Linked DNA regions of Callithrix jacchus: region 1 is linked to region 2. A link is a contact called in public Hi-C data. All regions are on one chromosome and are shown on one strand. Each heading gives the region's core, a stretch centred on a gene start, on an enhancer-like site or on the middle of the called end of the contact. The rest is flanking DNA. Distances are from core to core; before and after follow the strand shown.

Evidence for each region. Hi-C and Micro-C count contacts between places; a contact is called where the count stands out from the background.
Region 1: a Hi-C map of induced pluripotent stem cells shows a contact between it and region 2, with 3 times the contacts expected there. The contact joins the promoter of CNOT10 here to the promoter of CMTM6 in region 2. A contact is called at or near these places in 3 of 3 Hi-C or Micro-C datasets (induced pluripotent stem cells and skeletal muscle).

What each region holds. Positions count from the first base shown.
Region 1 is chr17:70,867,985-70,873,074 of calJac240_pri, reverse strand. It overlaps CNOT10 (CCR4-NOT transcription complex subunit 10), which reads right to left and starts at 2,718. Exons shown (of 21, transcript XR_013528719.1): 1 at 2,426-2,718.
Region 2 is chr17:70,709,824-70,715,069 of calJac240_pri, reverse strand. CMTM6 (CKLF like MARVEL transmembrane domain containing 6) reads left to right here and starts at 1,513. Exons shown (of 4, transcript XM_002759717.6): 1 at 1,513-1,720. The coding sequence starts at 1,583. It overlaps CMTM7 (CKLF like MARVEL transmembrane domain containing 7), which reads right to left. Exons shown (of 4, transcript XM_035278038.3): 4 at 4,367-5,246. It overlaps LOC103788897 (intraflagellar transport protein 27 homolog), which reads right to left and starts at 5,125. Exons shown (of 1, transcript XM_035278031.3): 1 at 4,367-5,125. The coding sequence starts at 5,096. The coding sequence ends at 4,536.

The DNA.
Region 1 (5,090 bases), core at 1,469-3,968, 160 kb before region 2:
AGAACTGAGACTTTGTTTTCTTCCTGCCCAGTCCCTAAAGCAGTACCTGGCAAAACAGGCCATTGGTGAATATTTACTGAATAAATTAATATCACAACGTTAACTCGTCTTAGGTGGTTTCTGGGCTTCCTGTCTTGCTTCAGTAAAATCCATCATTTACAACAGTCAATGTGATTAGGTCACTCATCTTAAGTCCTTTCATGACCCTTTTTTCTTACCTAATGATGAACACACACACACACACAAGACCATCTGTGACAAAGATCCTAACCTCATGAACTCAGAGAGAAAGTGGCACGTAAGATAGACTTTGAATGAGTAAAGTGTTCACCAGACGGAGAAGACAAAGGACATTACAGCCCAGAAGCTCAAAAAATACAATGCTTTGTAACAGTAATTTCTGATATAAAGAGCTGGGTGGGTTGATACAGAAGAACCAGCTAGAAATAGATTTTAAAGATGCCCACAAACTGCATTAAAGAGGACTTAAAAAGAGAAAGAAAAAATAATAAAAACTAAATAAAAATCATGATGACTTATTGCCCAAAGCACGTACAGTCTTAGAAAGTTTATAGGAAGGGGAACAACATGATTCAATGAATGCCTTAAGGGATAAAAGAAGGGGTGGGGCTGCAGTGAGGAAAATGGATGGGATAGGAAGAGACTAGTAACAAACACCAGTGAGAAGACTACTTAATGTGACATAGATCATATTAAAAGATAAAGGCCAGAAACACAGCAGTTGAGATGGAGATGAGCAGGGATTCAAGGGAGCCACATTAAATACTCATCTACTTTATATACATTTAACCTTTTATCTAAGCAGGAAGTTTCCCTCAACATGGCCTATACACTTAAACCAATGAAAACAGTCCCCTTATCACTGTGGACCTTATTCAACTACACACATTACACAGATCTTACCAAACAGGAGTACAACTAGGATATGTCTGTCTCCTCCAAAGGACTGAGCAGCAGATCTTCAAAGGCAGGGAGTGTGTCATATCCATTATTCAACACTCAATCTTCATGAATGAATAAATGAACGAGTAGAAGGCTTTATGACTGAGGATGTGAAAACTGGATGGGCTTTATTTCTAAAAAGGTGATTTTGGGCAAGCGCAATGGTTTGAGCAAGTAAGAATGGTAAATGTGGGGAACACAGATGCTATTCTAAAATAAGGAGGAAGATGTTGGCCCCCTTGTTCAGCCTTGAACAGGCCATGCCTTTTTCCTAACGGTCTCTCCCCCATCCACCTATCCCCATTCCATATAGCTCATTCCCTCACTTCTTTCAGATCTCTACTCAAATATCATCTCACCAGAGGCCTTCCCTGACCAACCTATCTAAAATTTCACAGCATATTCCTTATACCCTCTCTAGGCGTTTCCTCCGTTGTTTTTCTTCTTAGAAGATTACTGAAGAGATCCTATAATGATTTTTATTCCTCTGTACCTAAAATACAATTGGTTTAACTTCCAAGTGAAGTTCCTTTGTCAGTTACTGTGATTAGAACCTACTAAAATCCACAGCACACTGAGATTTTTTTCTTTAAATTCACTGTAAAAATTCTAAGTTCCATCACTTTTTAAATCCTGTCACTTAAGTTCTTTCCAATAAAACCTGTATGCCACAAAGAATATTAATTTCTTGCAGGGAACATTCTGGACATGGTCAAGAAATAATTTTATATTCCTTAATGGAGAAGATTCTAGGAATGGGAGCAATAATCCATAAGAAAACCATCGAGATTAAGTAATTTCAAGGAACTAGAGGAATTAGGTACCAAACACAAGATATTAGGAGCACGGATTGTAGAAAGGCAATGGGATTTTATGCCTTTTTAAGTAAGTGGTTTACTTTGGGAGGCAGAGGCAGTAGGATCGCTTGCGCCCAGAAGTTCGAGATCAGCCTGGGTAACATAGTGAGACCCCCACCCATTTCTATTGAAATAAATAAATAAATAATGGTCTTTACAAAGTTAATTCCATAGGAGTCAATGACCAAAGGAAGCCACCACGTGTGGCCAAAACAGACAAGGTTAATCCCAGCGTGAGCCACGCGATATTACAGGCAGATGTGTGCTCCAGGGTGACTTTCTCTTGTCTGTTTTTCCCACGAAGAAGTCGAAAAGTCTGCGAAGGGGCAAAATACATTTAAGCTTTTTGGGCCAGAGTTATCCTGGAGAGCACGGCAAAGGCGGCCAGTAGCGACTTCATGCTGCACTTGAGTAAAACAACTATTGAACTCGGGGCCCAAAGACTCACGTTAGCGACAGCCGAGATAGAGGATGGGGTAAAGAAATGCACGCCCAAATTCAAGTCGCCCTGGAGTCCCCACCCGGAGCCCCGCCGCCTCTCAGAGCAGGGTCTGCCCGGCCCCGCAGGTCCAGCCGTCTCGTCGCTCGGGGTGCTGGCGCCCTACCTGCAGGCTTGTCTGCAGCCATCTTCCCGCTTCGGCTCGGGTTCTTCCCTGCAGGTGGCGTGGCCCTGACTCCCGCCGCCGGGCTGGCAGCTGTCCTGGACGTCGGAGGACAACTCTGCCTACCCCAGCTCCGGGCCCCCGGGTTCCGGCTTGAGGAGTGGGCAGACGGCGGGCTGAGGAAGTGACGAGAGCTAGTTCGCGTCGTCTAGCAACAGCAACAGCGTCCCCGCCCGGGCAGCGCCACAGCGTCCCGCCATACACAGCTTCCGCCCCACGGCGTCCCGGTACCCACTACTTCCGGGGGCGGTGGCCCGCCGCGCCTGCAGCGCCGGCGTGGGAACCGCTGCTGGCCCCGCCCCACGCCGACGTCCCCTCCGCGCCCCGCCCCGGGCCGGACGTGCTCTGGCTGGAACCTCGGGATGTTAGCACAATGGACGTGGTGCAACGTACGCGCCTCTCTTTTGCTTATTGTGATTAAAAACATCGAAGTGTCAGAACTTTTGTCCCTCAATTTTACATAAGATTGCAATAACGCCGGGCGCGGTGGCTCACGCCTGTAATCCCAGCACTTTGGGAGGCTGAGGTGGGTGGATCACAAGGTCAAGAGATCGAGACCATCCTGGTCAATAAGGTGAAACCCCATCGCTACTAAAAATACAAAATTAGCTGGGCATGGTGGTGCATGCCTGTAGTCCCAGCTACCTGGGAGGCTGAGGCAGGAGAATTGCTTGAACCCAGGAGGCGGAGGTTGCAGTGAGCCGAGATCGTGCCATTGCACTCCAGCCTGGGTAACAAGAGCAAAACTCCGTCTCAAAACAAAAAACAAACAAACAAACAAGATTGCAATAACCACATCTGACATTTATGTCTAAGCACTGAGCCCTGCACTTGGCCTGTACTATCTCATTGATTTCTCACAACCACCCCGTGAGAGAGGCACTGTTGAGGATCCCCGTTTAAAAAGAAACGCTTTCTATTTTAGAATAGTTCTAGTTATGCAGAAAAGTTGCAAAGATGACGCCTAGAGTTCCTGTCCCCTCACCTGGTTTCTCCAATTGTGAACATCTTAATTATTTTACTATAGTACATTATTGATCACATCTAAGAAACCAGTTTGATTGGTGCATTGTTGCTAACTAAACTACACATTTTCTTCAGATTTACCAGCTTTCTTTCAATGTCCTTTTTGGTTTTGGTTTTTGTTCCAGGATCCTGCCCAGGACACCACATTGCATTTATTCATGATGTCTTCTTAGGCTATTTTTGGCTGTGACAGTTTCTCAGATTCTCCTTGTTTTTGATGACCTTGACAGTTTTGAAGAGTTACTCCTCAGATATTTATGGTGGAATGTGCCTCAGTTTGGGTTTACCCAATGTTTTTCTCATGGTTAGATTGGGGTTTTGGGTGTTTAGGAGGAAAACCACAGGTGACTGGCTATTCTCATCACATAGAATCAATGGTATATGCTATCAAAATGACATCACTGACATTGTTAACCTCAATTACCTCTCTGAGGTAGTGCTTGCCAGTTTTCTCCACTGTGCAGTTACTTCTACTCTACTTCATAACCAAGCCAATAAATGCAACCCACACTCAAGGTGGGAAGGAGGGGATTTAAGCTCTACCTCCTGCAGTGGGGAGTATGTACATAAATTATCCTCCCCAAGGGAAATTTGCCTCTTCTCCCTCAGTTAGGGAAGATGATCAATATATTATCTATTCAATAATATATTTATATCAGTATGGATTCATGGATGTTTATCTTATATTGGCTACATTCCAATTCTACTTTTTTTTTTTTTTTTTTTTTGCTTAAATTGTCCCAGCTTTGTTAATTGGGAGGTTTTTCAGGTTTATACCTGTTTGTTTGTTTTGCTTTGTTTTTGTTGTTGTTTTAAACTTACTTTTTAAAAAAGTATTTGTTTTTGTCTGGGCATGGTGGCTCCAGCCTGTAATCCCAGCACTTTGGGAGGACAAGGCAAGCAGATCACTTGAGGTCAGGAGCTCGTGACCAGCCTGGCAACATGGTGAAATCTCATCTCTACTAAAAATACAAAAATTAGCCAGGTGTGGTGGCGGGCGCCTGTAATCCCAGCTACTCAGGTTGCTGAGGCAGGAGAACTGCATGAACCCGGGAGGCAGAGGTTACAGTAAGCCAAGACAGCACCACTGCACTCCAGCCTGGGGGACAGAGTGAGACTCGGTCTCAAACAAACAAACAGAAAGTATTTGTTTTTTCTTAAACTTTTTAATTCAGGCTGAGATACACAAAGAAAAGTGCATGAATCATAAGTACAGCTTATTGATTTTTCATCAATTAAACACATACATGTAACTAGCACCCAGAGAAAGGACAGAGCTTTACCTGTACCTGGAAGTATATATAGTCATTTTATTGTTGGGCATTTGGATATTTTATCGATTTTGAATAAAGCCAATATTCATACTCTAGTATGACTTCTAATGGATATGTGCCCACCATAAAAAGGCACACCTGGCCAGGCACAGTGGCTCACGCCTGTAATCCCAGCTCTTTGAAAGGCTAAGACAGGCAGATCACCTGAGGTCAGAAGTTTGAGACCTGACTAGGCAACAGGGTGAAGCCCTGTCTCTACTAAAAAAAAAAAATACAAAAATTAGCCGGGTGTTGTGATGGGTGCCTGG
Region 2 (5,246 bases), core at 264-2,763:
CAAAGATCTCTGAGAAGGGAGTCGATCTCTGCTCACAAGATCCAGGAGGGTCTTTGCAGATGGGAGCTGGCAAGGAGGAGAAAATCCTTGCAGGGCAGAGATAATGGAAAGCCTCAGGCTCTGTCTAGGTTCTCGGAATATGGAGTGATTTTAATTGCTCTATGTCCTCAGTGCTAGGGAGATAAAAGCCCCTGATGCATTGGATGTGGTCAGACCTGGTGGCTCCCCATCTGCTATACTTCTGATCCCGCAGCAACCCGATAGCAATTGGTGATAAACTCAGAGTACTAGTTTAGCATGTCTTAGAAGGATCACAAGTGCTCTCTCCCACTGTCTTACCTACCCCTTTACCCTCCCTTCCATGTCTATAAGATCAATGAGATTATGCACATAATAAAAGTGTTTGGAGCCCAGAGCTCTGGACCAACGCTGTAAAATCTACTCGTGTCTCTGTCTTTATTTCCTTTTCTCAATATCTCATCACCTCCGGGACTAAGGGCACCCACGTACAGGGTTGGGGCTGGTACCCAATAGAAAAGTGAGCCTCAGTGGAATCTGGAGAGACGTGGGAGCGAGCAATCCTGGAAGTCCTTACAGACAACTCATTGTACTTAAAATGAAATCTGAATTCGTCCCTTGTCTGCAAGTCCTCAACATTATCTGGCCCTTGCCTACATCTCCAACCTCATCTTCTTTCCTCCCATACTTATTCATAGCCACACAGGCCTTTGGGCTTCAGATTCAGCCAAACTCATTTGGTCCTCCGAACATTTGCACTTGCATGAAAGGCTCTCCCCAGATCTTCCCAAGCCTGACTTCTCCTACTTTGCGTCTCATTCAACTCAAAGATCATGGTCCTCAGAGAGGCCTTTCCTGACCACTGCACTCCAGCCTGGGCGACAGAGTAAGAGAAAAAAAAAAATGCTTCAGATGAATATTCCTTTCTGTTCTAAAGAGTTCTACTATTCACGTAGAAAATTTTAGCTTTACTTCAGAGAAATACAGCTGATACCTAGTAGTGGCCATTTAAGTAGAGCACTCAACTATCCATCCTTTTCTTTCTTCTTCCTTTTTTTTTTTTTTAAATGAATTTACCAAGCCACCAGAAGTGCCGAATCTACTATTTTAATGTCATATTTTCACATCACTTATCACTATCTGAAATTGTTATTAATCTGTTTTCTTGTTTATCGTCTGTCTGTTTCTAGAGATCCTGTGATTTTGGGTGGTACTTGGCTGTCACCCTAGCACCTAGAACGGGTTTCCCTGCACGCTGAAAGTACTAAAAAACATTGAGTGAGTGAATGAATGAATGAATGAATGAACATCAGGAAGATGAAATATGGAGGGAGGTGAGAAATCCGTGAAAGCCTCACAGAATGAACTCAATCCTTGGACGAAAGTCGGAAGAAGCCCAAGAGCTAACAGGCAAGTCAGCTGAGGGAGGGGGCGGGGCGGAGTCGGACGGAAGCCGGGGAGGAGGCCCAGGAAGTGACGGCCCCTCCGCGCTCCGGGGGACTTCTGGAGTCCGCGAAGTCGGCGGCGCGGTTGCTGTGGCTGCCGCGCTCCCCGGCCCTAGGCGATGGAGAACGGAGCGGTGTACAGACTCACTACGGAGGAAGACCCGGGCACCGCCACAGGGCCCCGGAGCGGCCTCGCTGCCTACTTCTTCCTAGGCCGACTCCCCTGGCTCCGGCGCGTTCTCAAGGGCTTGCAGCTGGTGAGTCCTTGGCCGCGGGAGTGAGGCGAGCCCGGGGTGGGGAGCGGGGTCTGGCCCGGGCTTGGGAGGCCGCGGAGCTGCTTCTCTTCGGCTTGGTGGTTGAGTGCGAGGCGGTTTCTACACCTCTAGTTCCTTCCCTCTCCGCCCGGGAAGGGGGCGTTACCCTCCGCCCTTCCGTCGGGCGGCCCCTCAGCCCCACGGCTCCCCGCTCCGGGATCCCACGAACTGGGGCCACCCAGCCTGTTAAGCAGGCCCGGGAAATGCTTCGGAGACCCAGGGCAGCCACTTCAACCTCTTCCACTCCTCTCTGGCGGCTTTCCTCCTTCTCCCGGCTCCACTCTGCACTATCGTCCACAGTGCCTGTAATTAGACTGTGAAGCGCTTTCTGTTTATCTTTTCTGGCTTTTGCGGTTTTCCTGTTGAGAGCCCTTGAGGGCAGTTTAACCTGCTGAGCAAAGTCCTCGATACCAAGCATGGCATTGAGTTGTGTATGTGTGTGTGCGTGCCCAGTAAATTGTCTTCTAAAAGTTTGTTATTGACTGGAAAAGCATTATTTCAGAATTGAGCAATATGGGTTCGAAGTGGAAAGTCAAAGGGCGGCTTTTTGTGAGTCTGTGCGGATAGCAGAACCAGGCATGGTATGCAGCTTTCCATTTCATTGAGTTTCTTTTAAGCAGTTAAAGTACCATAAATCTATTAGTGAAAAAAATCACAGCATCTTTTGAGATTTAAATTACAGTTCGCTTTACAGTGGCGTTGAGCTGTGTCCTGTTTCAGCCACAGATGAGGAGGAACGTTTTCTGCAGTAGAACCAGTGTAGGAAAAATCCGAATGATTAGAATGTTTATGGGCTTTGTTTTGTTTTACTTTGCTTTGTTTTTTAACCATTCTAAGTAAAAGGTTAAAAAACATTGGCTTCCTCGGAAAGAACTTAAATTCTTACCACTCAAATGACTAGAAGTTAAGTTCTTAGAACTCAGATGACCTAATTTTATTGAATAGAAAAACAGAAGTCGGAAATCGGCACTGCTGTTGAGTGATCAAAATGATCATATCTGATGACGCCTGGGAAATCGTTTGAAAGCGAGTGGTAATGTGGCCTATGGAAACCAGCAGGATCCGGCCTTATCTTTCTCTCCATTCTCCCTGTAGGTGGGTCCACACCAGCCACCTTTAATTTATTACGAGGCATCAGGGGCTCCTTCCTACCACTGTTCCTTTGCATAACCTGTTCCTTCTACCGTCTTCCTTCTGCTCTTCCTCTTGTCAGCGGTCACGTGGTCTTTGGGTATCAGCTGTATTTCTCTTCAGTAAAGCTAAAATTTTCTACATGAATAGTAGAACTCTTTGGAACAGAAAAGAATATTTATCTGAAGCGTGTGTGTGTGTGTGTGTGTGTGTGTGTGTGTGTGTTTTGTTCTGTCTCCGGGCTGGAGTGCAGTGGTGCGATCTTGGCTCACTGCAACCTCCGCCTCCCAGATTTAAACAGTTCTCTTGCCTCCACCTCCCCAAGGAGTTGGGACTACAGACAGGTACCTACATGCCTGGCTAATTTTGTGTGTATGTGTGCGGGTTTTTTTTTTTTTTTTTCCCCAAGACGGAGTCTCACACTGTTGCCAGGGCTGGAGTGCAATAGTGCGATCTTGGCTTACTGCAACCTCTACCTCCCGGGTTCATGTGATTCTCCTGCCTCAGCCTCCTAAGTAGCTGGGGTTACAGGCGCACACCACCACACCCAGCTAATTTTTTGTATTTTTAGTAGAGATGGGGTTTCACTATGTTGGCCATCTTGAACTCCTGACCTACTGATTTGCCCTCCTCATCCTCCCAAAGTGCTGGGATTACAGGCGTGGGATTACACTGCTCCCCGCCTTTTTTGTATTTTTTGTAGAGACGGAGTCTCGCCAAGTTGACCAGGCTGATTTGCCCCCGGACCTCCCAAAGCGCTGGGATTACAGGTGTAAGCCACTGTGCCTGGCCCATCTGAAGCATTCTTGCTGCTTAAAAAAATCATGTGTATTGGTTTGCTGCCCATAAAATCTCCTGTTTTCAGTTGCGTTTGTTTTTTCTTTCTAATAAAAAGTGGCAAAGCTAAAGTAAAATTTCTCAGTACCTTATTATAGTTAGTAAACTGTAGTTTTATGTCTTTGCAATAGAACATGACCAGTTTCCTTCCTTATTGCTATTATAGAAGAAAACATGGAACACAACCAGAAATTATTGTGGTAAATGTTATATTTGGACACAGAGAAGACGAATTTGCCTTAAAAGATTGTTAGGCTAGGCCGGGAGCAGTGGCTCACACTTATCATCCCAGCACTTTCAGAGGCTGAGACGGGCGTATCACCTGAATCAGGAGTTCAAAACCAGCCTGGCTAACAGGGAAACCCTGTCTCTACTAAAAATACAAAAATTAGCCTCGTGTGGTGCTGTACCCCTGTAATCCCAGCTACACAGGAGGCTGAGGCGGGAGAATCGCTCCAACTCAGGAGGCAGAGGTTATAGTGAGCGAAGATTGCATTACTGCACTCTATCCTGTGGGACAGAGTGAGACTCCATCTCAAAAAAAAAAAAGATCATAAGACTATTCTTACTTGATCTCCATCATTCATAAGAAGAAATGGGGAAAGGATAAAAACGAATATCTCTTTATGAAATCCATTTATTTGTTTATGGGGAAATGTTTATGTTACAAGAATGCCTTCTTTTTTTTTTTTAACATTTTCTCTAATATTATTTAAAGCCATCATTATATATTAACAGTGCAGAGGTAATTCTGTCTTCTCTGGTCGCACGGCACGATCTGCTCTAGCCTTTACACCAGTGCCCAGAAAACCTCCATCTTCTCCCGGTACAGCTGTTGGAAATGCTTGTCCAGGCAGTGGAAAGGGCCTTCAAAGTTTTCCATCTCCTTCAGGGATGTTTCAAAGCATTCAAGGCCCTGGCCCAGCGCCCACGCCCGGGCCTCAGCGGAGTCCACTTATTGTCTGCTGACCAGGTCTGTCTTGTTCCCAACTAAAACACGTGGGAGACAGATGCCTGGAGCCTGTGACCGAGCCTTCTCCAGCCACTTGCTGCAGTTGTTGAAGCACTGTTCATTGGTCACATCATAGACGAGACAGAAGACGTTGGGACTCTCCCACAATTTATCCAGCATTTCCGAAAACAGCTCCTTGCCAGCAGAGTCAAAAATGAAGAGTTCCACACTGTCTCCTGTGTCAGGAACTGGCACTGTCTTTACCACCAAATCCATTCCTGTTGTCAGTGTATAGCTCTTCTGGAAATGGGCTCCGTCACTGCGGAAGATCTGGGCCAGGGTGCTCTTGCCCACTGCTGGGTCTCCTGCCAGGATGCATTTGGCTGCCAGCTTCACCATGGTAACCAACACTCCCGAGAGCCGTACCCAGAGGACAAGAGTGGCTGCTACAGGCGTGAGCTGGTGGGCTTCGGTGGGCTTCAGGCCCTGGGCCGGCCTGCCCCGCCTCCCCTCCTCGCTCAAGAATGCCTTCTTTAATGTGGAGATTTA